Linked DNA regions of Mus musculus: all the other regions are linked to region 2. A link is a contact called in public Hi-C and HiChIP or PLAC-seq data. All regions are on one chromosome and are shown on one strand. Each heading gives the region's core, a stretch centred on a gene start, on an enhancer-like site or on the middle of the called end of the contact. The rest is flanking DNA. Distances are from core to core; before and after follow the strand shown. Region 1 holds the start of Parvg (parvin, gamma). Region 2 overlaps Parvb (parvin, beta). Region 3 overlaps Shisal1 (shisa like 1).

The links. A called contact is a pair of places that touch in the nucleus more often than the background predicts. HiChIP or PLAC-seq counts read pairs in DNA pulled down with a chosen protein or histone mark.
Region 1: an H3K4me3 HiChIP or PLAC-seq map of bone marrow-derived macrophages shows a contact between it and region 2, with 2.4 times the contacts expected there. The contact joins the promoter of Parvg here to the enhancer-like site in region 2. A contact is called at or near these places in 1 of 39 promoter capture datasets (macrophages), 2 of 484 Hi-C or Micro-C datasets (DN3 thymocytes and brown adipocytes), 1 of 115 datasets of contacts at active chromatin or transcription factors (bone marrow-derived macrophages) and 3 of 9 other capture datasets (adipose tissue, liver and pancreatic islet).
Region 3: a contact with region 2 is called in a Hi-C map of cortical neurons, with 2.3 times the contacts expected there. The contact joins two enhancer-like sites. A contact is called at or near these places in 3 of 484 Hi-C or Micro-C datasets (the N1E-115 cell line, cerebellar granule neurons and cortical neurons), 1 of 115 datasets of contacts at active chromatin or transcription factors (large pre-B cells) and 3 of 9 other capture datasets (adipose tissue, embryonic stem cells and liver).

What each region holds. Positions count from the first base shown.
Region 1 is chr15:84,323,184-84,327,087 of GRCm38.p6, reverse strand. Parvg (parvin, gamma) reads right to left here and starts at 2,368. Exons shown (of 13, transcript NM_022321.4): 1 at 2,257-2,368; 2 at 5-100. The coding sequence starts at 83. Gm22890 (a small nucleolar RNA gene) reads left to right here and starts at 3,736; the gene lies at 3,736-3,879.
Region 2 is chr15:84,258,845-84,262,485 of GRCm38.p6, reverse strand. The region is part of intron 1 of Parvb (parvin, beta); the gene reads right to left. Among named protein-coding and RNA genes, the nearest start is that of Gm33723, 21 kb to the right of the region's middle. Within about 2 kb of position 1,770, at least 25 of the 459 cell types and tissues checked have an H3K27ac peak or open chromatin away from gene starts, as enhancers often do. A contact at or near this core is called in bone marrow-derived macrophages and cortical neurons, where this site is marked.
Region 3 is chr15:84,384,599-84,388,241 of GRCm38.p6, reverse strand. All of the region lies in intron 4 of Shisal1 (shisa like 1), which reads left to right. Among named protein-coding and RNA genes, the nearest start is that of Gm46527, 44 kb to the left of the region's middle. Within about 2 kb of position 1,866, at least 4 of the 459 cell types and tissues checked have an H3K27ac peak or open chromatin away from gene starts, as enhancers often do. A contact at or near this core is called in cortical neurons, where this site is marked.

The DNA.
Region 1 (3,904 bases), core at 1,119-3,618, 64 kb before region 2:
GGACCTCGTGGAAGCTCTTCCTCCGTGGGCTGAGCTACCTCCTTTGGGAGCTGCAACAGGTCATAGAGGAACTCTAACTCCATCTTCTTCCTTGCCTTCCCTGGAAGAGACAGGAGAGTGCATTACTGTCTCTAAGGCCAAGGCTCACCATGTGTTCATTCTTTCATTCAGACTGGGAGAGATGGATGGAGGACGGGAGTCCGACACTGAGTGGGCAAGACACTGAGGGCCAAGTGTGAGGAATGAAGCCTGGTGTGAGACACCTGAAGTCAACCAAACCTTGCAGGGGCAGACAAGTTACCAGGCTGGCTGTGGTGATTTATCCTGATTTTTGCCTTGGCAGGATCTAGACTCACCTGATAGGCAAAGCTCTGGGCATGCCTAGATTCCCTCAGTGTAAGAAGGAAAGTGCTGTCCCATGGGCTGATCTTGGGCTGAATGAAACTGAAGAGAACAAACTGAGAAACCTCATTTGTCTCTCCTCTTTCCGATGCAGCTTGGCCAGTGGCCTCCTGCTCCCTCTGAAGGGGCTGTGCTTTCAAAGTGGAAGCTAAAGAAAACCTCCCTTTCTTAAGTTCCTTTTGTCAAGATATTTTCTCACGACAAGGAAGGTTAAAAACGCACAGGCTGAGGGCACAGCCTGGGCAAAAGCTTGGGAAGCAAGCAAGTTCCCTGCCAGCCAGGCACATGGAAGCCTGGCCAGGAACCTCAACCCTCTCTCTACATCCAGGTCAGCACCCCAGTTTCCACAGAGCATCAGACAAGTGTGGGAAGGGAGCTCTGGGTTAATCTGTATGAGGGTAAGCACCCACCAGTGGGGTGAAGTGGCCGTCCATCCATCCCTTCAGGGTCCCTGAATCCAAGACAGGTAAAAAACAGACCAGACTCTCCCAGATGTAGATGGGGTGGACCAGGCTGAAGGCCAAAGCCACCCAGACGTGTTCCCCAATCCATGTTAGCTTGCCTCACAGAGGGAGGCTGGCCCATCCAGCCTCCAGTTTTGAATGAGTCTTTCGCCAATTGGCTCCGCACCCCCAGACTTGGGGTGTGGTCTGTCAGGGCTTTTGCTCACGAAGCCCAGAGCTCGTGCTCCTTGTGAAAGACCAGCAGTCCCTCCTCGTCCTCGTGATGGGCCTGAGACCAGCAGTGTGTCGTGTCTTCCCCGCCCCCGCCCCAGCCTCACAATGCAATGCGCAGTGTCAGGCCTGAGACTGAGACCAGCAGTCCCATCCCACCCCACCTTCCCATCCCCCACAGCCAGCTTCGTGATGAGCACTGTCAGGCCTGCCCGTACCCAGCAAGGATCAGATTCAGAAGCTAATGGCCCCCTTCTGGTTCCCTAACCTACTTCTGGTTCTTCCGCCCACACTTCCCCTCTGGAAGTTTCATTTGCCGCATGGCCACCTTTGACTCTTCCCTTATGTCCCTCGTTCAGCCTCTGCACGAGCCTGGGATTCCCAGGCTCACTGGGATACTGGAGGTCTGGGGTCAAACTGGAAGGAAATTCACAACAAGGAACCTGAGAGTTGTGCTGAAGAAGAGGCACTGGGGGGGGGGGGGGGGCGGTGCTGAGAGCCACCATCCTCAAACTGGCTACAGCCTGGGAACCTTGGGAAACTGAGTCCTACCCTGAAGCCAGGAGCAAAAGGCCAGAGCCCCCTGGGAATGAGTTCCAAACCCCACAAACTGAGCAAGAGAAAAGAGAGTTGGGCTGGGGTGGGGAGCCTGGGCCCCAGCCAGCTCCTCCTACTCAGACTGGGTGACTATAGGCCAGCACGCTCTCTCTTTGACTCTGATGCAACTCTACAGGGAGAAGCTAGACCCTGTGTCCAGCCAAGTACACATAGACCTGAAACTGCCTCTGGTGACCGGTCCCAGGTGGGTTCCTTCCCTGCCCCAAACAGCAGTTTCTTCATGGTGGGGAACTCGGCTTTCTCTCATGCGGTAAAGCTCTGAGTGGCTCTGGTCTGAAAACTGCTCATCTGGCTGTGGGGGAGGTAGTCAGAGCTTTCCTGTGGGGACGGGTCTCACAGATCCTCAGTAAAATGATGCAATGGCCTCAGCAACGTGGCTGGATGTGGGGCTCCCCTTTGGCAGATCCCCCTGACTGTGAGCTCCCAGCTGAGATGTGCCTCTGGGTTTCTATTCAAGGAACCTCTCCACCTTCCTCTCTGAGGTCCACTACCCGGACATGTGAACAGGTAGAAGATTCTAATAGCTCAGGGACCCCACAGGCCAAAGATTAGATGCACTCACCCGCTGCTTCTTTTCAAATCAGGAAATGGAGCCCACTAGCTTAGAGGGTGACCAGGTTCCCAACGCAGACAGGTTCCGGAGGTGGAAGGCAGGGCTTCTGTTCACTTCCTCTGCCACCCCGGTGGCTGCAGACAGCTTCCTCCTCTAAGTTGCTGATGAGCGAGGTACCCTAAATCCACTGAAAGACTGCCAGAACCCCTGCCCCTAGTCTTCCAAGACTCCATGGCATCACGGGGTCTCTCATACTTCCCTCCCTGCCCCCGCCTCTCCATCAATCCAGACAATCACTGTCTGAAACATAACAGCAAGGATAGGACCCCAACAGCAAACTGTGTTCTCCACTGCCTTTTTCTCATGGTGCCCAGCCTGCACCTCTGCCTCCCTCTGAGCGGCCCTCCAACCAAGCTTGCTTGCTCCAACCAAGCTTGCTTGCTTTCTCACTTGCTGATGGACTAACTTCAAGACAGTCTCATGTAGCTCAGACTGACCTCAAAGTCACCAAGCTGAGGTGGTCCTTCAACTCCTGATTCTCCTGCCTCCATCTCTTACATATCTGAGTTACAGGCAGGAGCCACTACACCCAGCCAAAGGCTCCTAAATAAAGCCAGTCTCCAGGTCTCAGCCCGAGTCTCTGCACCCACAAGCTACTTTCCCCAGCTTCCCCAGCCCTCCCATCCTCTCCCTATAAACCGCACAACACCTGCCTGTTCTCTGCCAGTGCCTCAGGCTTTTACTTTGATGTCACAATGCCTGTCCCCATGTCTTGTAAGCTCTGCTCAACTCTTCACATGGCTCACAACTCCTTCTTGGCATGAGCTTTGGTACCTCCTCCTATAGGAAGTCTTCCACAACATCCTTTTCTTTTACAATGGTCTTGGGCTTGCAGCCATGCTAAAACTATCCTTTTTTTTCCTTTTCTTCGAGACAGGGTTTCTCTGTGTAGCCCTGGCTGTCCTGGAACTCACTTTGTAGACCAGGCTAGCCTCGAACTCAGAAATCTGCCTGCCTCTGCCTCCCGAGTGCTGGGATTAAAGGCGTGCGCCATCACACCCGGTGTGCAGCCATGCTAGATCAGCTGATGACATGGGCTGGTGCCTGATAGCTGTCTCACCATCAAACCAGGAGCTCTACAGGTTGGAACCCATCTTTCCCACTCACTACTAAAAGTCAGTGCCTACAATAGCACCAGGCACAAAATGGGATCAATGAGCATATTTTGATGGCTGTTATTGCTTAAAGGACTGTGTTGGTCCTATGACAAAATGCCTGATGGAGGCTGGAAATAGAGCTCAATTGATAGAGTGTCTGTCTAGCATGCAGGAAGCCCCGAGTTCAATCCCCGGCACCTCATAAACTAGGCATGGGAGAGGACATGTGTGATCCAGCTCTCAGAAGCTGGAGGCAGGAGGATCAGAAGTTCAAGGCCGGCCTAGACTTCAAGAGTACATGAGACACTCTCTTTAAAAAAGAAAAAGAAAATCCCCCTGGCATTGGGCAAAGAGACACCTTGTTGTTGGTGCTGTTCTTATATCAGTCAGGGGCAGAGCAGATGGCAGTCCTTAGTGCACCCTAGCTTGATACCTGGCTTGGTGACCACAGCTGTTTTATGCCTAGGACATATAAATCAAATCAAATCAAATCAAATCGA
Region 2 (3,641 bases), core at 521-3,020:
ACTTACTCACTTCACCTGAGCTCACCTGAAGAGAACTGAGTCAAATCCATGTTCTGGAAGGCTCAGCTTGGAAGCCAGTGCCAAGGGCAGAGGACCTCACCAAACAATGCTCAGGGGATTCGGAGAGCAGGTACCAACGTCACCAATTCTCAAAGGACCCAGATGTCAAACACCCACCCTAAAGACGAGGCTCAACCAATTCGGAAGCTCCTGGAATCTCTGCCCAGGCTCCTGAGGTGTGGGTTGTAAGATCTCCGCACATGCACACCAAGGCTACGGGAATAAGCAGGATGAAGCATGGCTCATCCCTGGCTGCAGACGACGCTGCAGAGGCACAGGCCCTCCAAAGTCCCTGCAAAGAGCAGGTGTCAGACTCAAACCAGCACAGTGCCTATGGGAGGCTCAGGGCCATCTAAGCTCAAAGGGCTGTGGTAAAGCTGAAAATGCAGGCCCAGTCCAGGGGGAAAGGAAGTGTGGACCACAGCTATGGAGCAGTGAGGGCCAGCAAACAGCACAGGCCACTGGGGAAGGTCAGAGACTGCTGGAACCTCAACTTCAGGTACCCCAGGTTGCCGCTAGGGTCAAACCCAGGGACTCACACACACTAGGCAAATGCTCTGCCATTGAATTACGTCCCTAGTCCTTCCTTTTGGACACTGTCTTAGTTAAGGTTACTATTGCTATGGCGAAAGGGCTGGTTTGGTTTATGCCTCCAGATCATAGTCCCTCACTGAAGGAAGTCAGGACAGGAACTCAGGCAGGACAGGAACCTGGAGGCAGGAGCTGATGCAGAGGCCATGGAGAGGTGCTGCTTACTGGCTTGCTTCCCCTGCCTTGCTCAACCTGCTTTCTTATAGAACCCAGGACCACCAGCCTGGGGATGGCCCTGCCCACAATCACTAATCACTGCCCTCCCCCATCAATCACTAATTAAGAAAATGCTCTAATAGGCTTGCCCACAGCCCAACCTTATGGAGACCTTTTTCCAATTGAGGTTCCCTCCTCCCAGATGACTATAGCTTGTGTCAAGTTGTCATAAAACTAGCCAGCCCGGTGGCTCAGGCTGTCCTGGAACTCTCAATCCTCCTGCCTCGGGCCTCCCAAAGTGCTGGGACTACAGTATGTGACACCATGTCCAGCCAGTGTCACCACTGCAGAGTCACACAGCATACTGGCTAGTCTAGAGGACTTCAGCCCTATGACTTGATTCCCTGCTTTTGAAGCTGCACCCTACACCCCAGCCCCGCACAGAAGGGCTCCCCTGATCATCATCTGTTCTCTTGGCTCAGACCCTCAGCTCAGGTGCTGATGATCAATGACTCTTAACCCCAGGCCACACAGCAGGCCTTTTGCCGCAAGCCTTGGAGTCCCCAACTTAGGAAGGGTTGCTTTTGATCCCACTTCCTTTCAATCAATTCCACTGCCTTTCGACAAGTGATTTTAATCATGGTTGGGGGGAGGTGCAGAAGAATTCGGAGAGAGAAGAGCGTGCAACACCCCAAATACAAACAAACAAATAAACAGCAAAAGAGCAAAATGCAGATTTCCCTGCCGGTGGTGAACACACATCGTGCCATCCCTCTGAGAAAGCTATACAGGTTGCTTGCTCACCAAGGCAGACTGGGAATGAAATCTGCTGGTCGCTCGAAGCGGCAGAACAAGCCTGGTCAAGCTCAATACAGATAGAGAAATGCACTGTGTAGAACAGGAATGAGAGCAGAAATGGCAGCAGGAGAGTCACTCCTCAGCGGAGCCGGCGAGGCCCGCTTCCCAGCTGTGGAACCAGCGGTAATTAATCTGATCGGTAATGTTCCCACATACCCAGAAGTCCAAAGCGGTTCTGCTGAGAAAATAAGAAGATTAAATCATTAAGCCATTAACAACAACAACAAAAGAGCTCTACTGTACACCTGCCACGGGGAGAACCACTCCCCCCGCCCCCAAACTGGGCTGAGAGCAGGAACGCTATGTACATGGCGCCCTCTAGTGGTCATCTGTACTATGGCTGTCTGACGAGACTTCGTTCGGGAGGCAGGTCCAGTTTAATCTTCTTTGGCTGAGATAAAAAGCAAAGACCTGGGTTGGGGGGCGGGGACGGGGGGAGGGGTGCTCAGAACACTAGCACTGGACTCTGCAAGCTTGGCAGATGAGGAGCCAGGGCTAAGAGCCTATGTAGACACGCTCCCTGCCCCTGACACTCTTGGAACCCACGGATCCCACGCACTTCCCCAACACATTGGCCTCCCTTGACAGCTCCTTTCTTCGAGGCATTGTCACAGTTTGGCACATCTGCGCCAAAGGTTTAGCTGCCATCACTTCTGTAAAGGGCAGGCGTGTCACCTGCTTGTCTCCTGGCTCCTCAGGGCATCAGGCAGAGAGCAAACTGCTCAGAGAACAGCTGGCTAATCCTCAGTGAGTTCAGGAGCAACTGGGCCAGCAATCTGCAGCTTTAATCAATCATTTATTTGCAGTTATTTTCCCTATTTTGGTCTTTGGAGAACAATCTTGATACGTAGCCCAGGCTAGCCTCAGACTCACAGGCCTTCTCCTGCCTCATTGGTCCAATTGCTGAGTGGGATTACAGGCATCTGCCATCATTCCTGCCTGGGGATTCTCGCTGTAACTCCCTGGACCTCTTTCTCCTACATCTTTTATGGTTGCATGGTGCTTCCCCTTCTGTGATGAAAAAAATGAATGTATACTGAAGTTAGCTTGGGTAGTACAAGCAACCCCATGGGGTCTCCAGGCAGGAAGAGAAGCCTGGAACAGAGACAGACTGGGAGATGCAGTGTGCTGATGGCTGGGGGGATGGCGGGGACAGCACGGGTCCTTTCAGAACTGGAAGAGGTCAGAGATGAAAACTCATCGAAGCCTCCAGAAGGCTGGAAAGCCCAGCCCTGATCCTGACTGATGACGTTCAGGGCTGTAAGGCAACACACAGACTCCCGTTCTAACTAATGAGGTTCTGGTGCCTCATTGCCACAGTCCTACAGAAACAAACAAGGGCATGGGGGGCACGTTGCTTTGATCCCAGCACTCCGAAGGCAGGCAGATCTCTGTAAGTTCAAGGCCAGCCTGGTCTACACAGCGAATTCCAAGACAGCCAGGGCTACATAGAGAGACCCTGTCTCAAAAAGACAGAAAGGAAAAAAACAAACAAGGAGGGTGGCTACCAGAAGCCTTGCACATCCAGATAGACTCTCCCACTGGCCTTTCAAGAGCTGTTGAAAGAGACAAGCCTGGGTCACTCAGCAGCAGAACTTTAGACAGAAAGGAAGAGCTGTTTGACCTCACTGTAGAGAGCACCGCCCCTCCCTGATCCACACAGCAAGGCAGCCACTGGTCCTTGACACAGAGGTCAGGGTGGGGGGTCTTCTAGAAAACAGATTTCCCAACAGGCATTGGCTTTTATGGGCAGACACCACAGGACGGCCACCCGCAGCACCTGAAGCCACCTCCCCTGAGCTAGCCTCTCCGAAGGTTTACCCAGCAGCCTTGGCCTGAAGGCAGTTGGGGACCAGGCTACCTCCAGCTTTCCACACTGCCTGGCCATTTAATAGTTTTCACAGGAGCAGTCGGAGGTGTGCTAATTGCTTGCCCTTTGCAGCCACAGCTGAGCCCCATAAGCCGCCCTCCTCCTG
Region 3 (3,643 bases), core at 617-3,116, 130 kb before region 2:
TGGCTTCACTCCGTGAGGAACTACAACCCATAAGCTAGGGTAAACTCTTTCCCCTCCAAGTCAGTCTTGGTCATGGTGTCTATTACAGCATCAGAAAACAAAATAGAACAGTACCATGTAGGTTATGTTTGAAGTCCTTAGAAAACACTGAGGCTGAAGGTGACTGGAAATACAGTCTGAGACGAAGATGTCTGGGAAGGTTGCCATCAGGGACCTGGGCAGCAGCATCCTCGGAAACCAGGAAGAATCAGGAGAAAGGTCAGGAGCATCCTAAAGCAGGCGGCATCACTGAGGTGACACCACTAGGCCAGTGCCGGAGTTGGTAATTGATGATCACAGATTTGGCAGCGTGGGAGTCTCTGGAGCGTCAGTCTAGTTGGAGATTGGAGTTGGACAGAAAGCATGCGGTCCTCCTTTGCCAGCTACCATGTTCCCTTTTGTCTCTCCCAACTTCTGCTGTGTTGGAATCCCTAGCCGTTCACATGGCTCATTGCTCTCCAAAGAACCAGCAGCTAGATTTGCTTATGAGCTTCATCTTTGGGCTGATGTTTTTTAAATCTCTTTCTAGCTTCCTGTGACTTCCTCGGTTTTGTTGGTTTTGTTTGCTTTTTGTCCTGTCTGTTTGAGTGTAGTGATCCACTTGTGTTTTCGTGTTTCTGAAGGGTTTATCTAAGGCTATGAAACCACCTCTCAGTGCAGCTTTGGCTGCACCACTCAGATTTGGAGATGTTATTTTCACTTTTGACCACTTTTGAAACTCCCGCTTTCCTTGCCTGGTGTTTTGCAGTTTCTATTCTTCACTCTCTTGCTCATTTTTTTAAAAAAGATTTATTTATTTATTTTATGTATGAGTACACTGTAGTTGTCTTCAGATACACTAGAAAAGGGCATTGGATCCCATTACATATGGTTGTGAACCACCATGTGGGTGCTGGGAATTGAACTCAGGACCTCTGGAAGAACAGCCAGTGCTCTTAACTGCTGAGCCCATTCTCCAGCCCCTCTCACACTTTTTGACTCAGGAATTATTTTAAAGAGTTTATAACATTTGTGGCAGTAGACTTTATTTTGTTTTGTTGTTTTTCTCTGGAGTGTGTTCTCACCTCTATATGTGTGCATGTGTGTGCACATGCACGTGGAGGCTATGGGATAACACCACGTGTCTTCCCTAATCGCTTTCCACCTTACTCTTTGAGACAGGGTCTCTCACTGAACCTGGAGCTCACCCATTTGGCTAGACTGGATGGGCAGCAAGTCGAGGGGTCCTCCTTCCTGTCTCCTCAGTTCTGGGACTACAAGATCGTGCCGTGGCACCTAGTATTTTTTACTTGGATGCTGGGGCTCTGAACTCAGGTTCTTATGCTTGTATGGCAAGCACTGCACCAGCTAAACCCCAGTTGCTTGTCTGTTTGTTTCTTTGTGTGAGTCTTGCTGTGTAGCCCAGGCTGGCCTCAAAGTGTGTTTTGAAAGCTAAGATTATAAGTGTGAGCCGCTAACACCTCTTAGACCTGACTTGTGTTGTTTATTCAAATTTGGTGGCATTGTGACCAGATAATGTTTTAATTCTGGTTTTTGAAATGTATACACTTCTTCAACAACACTTATACACTTGTGTCAGGGTTCTGTGTGTGTGTGTGTGTGTGTGTGTGTGTGTGTGTGTGTGTGTGTGTGTGTGTGTGAAAGCATCCAACAGGGCTCTGCCCAGTTAAACCCAACTTCACCTTTGTCTGCTGTTCCAACCATGACCTTCAGCTCCTCCTGGTTTGCAACTGTGTATCTTCTGAAATGGGGTAGAGTACACTGAGCAGAACTTAACCACCTGACCATTCTGAAGCGTGGGCTCCAGTGGCTTGAAGTGTGGGCCTTTCTGAGTCACTTGGCCTGAAGTGAAATGTCTCTGCAATCCCCACTAAGCGTCTTTTTCTTTTTTAGCTAGCTCGTACGGCTCATTAATGTCTACTGCTGCAGCAAACACACTCAGTCCCATTTCTGTCGTCCTGGTTTATGATACATTTTTGCGTTTATAGCTTTGGTGGGGGCTGTCAATTTCCCCCATATGGCCTGGGTTTTCTTTGTTTTATTTTCCGTGTAAATGTCTTCTGATCACTCGGAAAGCTGTGTTTGGGTGCCATGGTTACCTCCATAATTATAATGGGATGTGATGGGCTTAATCATTTATTTCTTGATATGGTGTTTCTTTTCTCCCCACAATGAACAATGTCAGTACTGGCTGACTTAGTCTTCCTCTCCTGTTATCTCCCAAACTTTTGTCCTCAGCACCTTCATACTTCTGATTTGACTTATTCTTCTGAAGAATCCTTCAGACCCCCAACTCTAAATGAGTCAGATCTCGTTTATCTAAACCGCCTCCTCCTCACCTCGCCCCTCCTACGATCTGTTATTTATACCACTTCCCTGTTTTCATTCTAGTTCTCTTGTGTTCTTGTCAGAACCCCTGGGCTTTTTCAAACATGCTCCTAGAGTGAGAGCCTCCTGTGTGCCCTCTCACGCCTGTGCCTGTCTGCTAGGGATTTATCCAAGGGTTCATGGGGACAGCGATTTAAAAACATATCAAGCAAATCTTTCTGCTGACCTCATGCTTGAAAGATGATCCCCTTGCCCGGCTTCTATATCGCTTGCTTTATTCATGCATTTAACAGATATTTATTGGGTCTTACGTATACTGGTTGCCATTCTAGGCCCTGGAAGTACAGGACAAGGAAACAGTTAATCACTTTGGCCCTCTTGTAACTGGGTAGACTTTGACTTCCCTGTTCCAGTCACCCCATCGTGTGGTTACCCTCACCTGCAAAGGTTTCTGGGAAAACAGGGATCTGCAATCGGGTAGCTGGTTTTTTTTGTTGTTGTTGCTATTGTTTGGGTTGTTTTAAAATTACATTCATTTCATTATTTTGTGGGTCTCTCTCTCTCTGTCTCTCTTTCTGAGTGTGTGTGTGTGTGTGTGTACTGCAGTCATGTGTAAGAGTCAGAGAATAACTTTTGAGAGTTGAGTCTTCCTTTCACTGTGAGGGTTATTAGGCATGGGAACAAACACCCTTATCATTGAGCCAGCTCACTGGCTTTGGGTAGTTGTCCTTAGCATGGTGATGTGTGATGCAGGCATAGATGAGTTTGTCTGTGCCCCCTGTTGTCCTGCCTGCAGCCTGGCTCAGCCAGTCACGGCCGCAGTCCTCAGTCTTCAGGCCTCTCTTACATCCTCGCTCTTACACACTGGTCTTCTGGCTCATCTCTTATCCAGGGAAGCCTTGGGTTCTTTTCCATGACTTGATCTGGCCCAAAGCCATGGAGACCTGTCCAAAAGTGTGGGTCCAAGAGGTGCAGTGGGATTTTTTTTTAATTCATATGAATGGCATCTGTATTCATTTTGAACAATTGTTAGCTCATTACACAAAGATATATTTTCACTCAAATCAGAGTACTTTGGAAGGCTAAAGGGTATTTTAAAAATTATGTTCAATGACAGGTGTTCTCTGGAACTGTTTCAAGCCAAGATATATAGTCAAGCTGTGGGAGATGAATGTCACTGGCCTTATAAGTTGATCGGATGGCTCAAAGAGTGAGAAATGTATTTATCTTTGCAATCCCTGCTTTAATAAGCAGCCTGCTGGCTCTGTTGGATTTC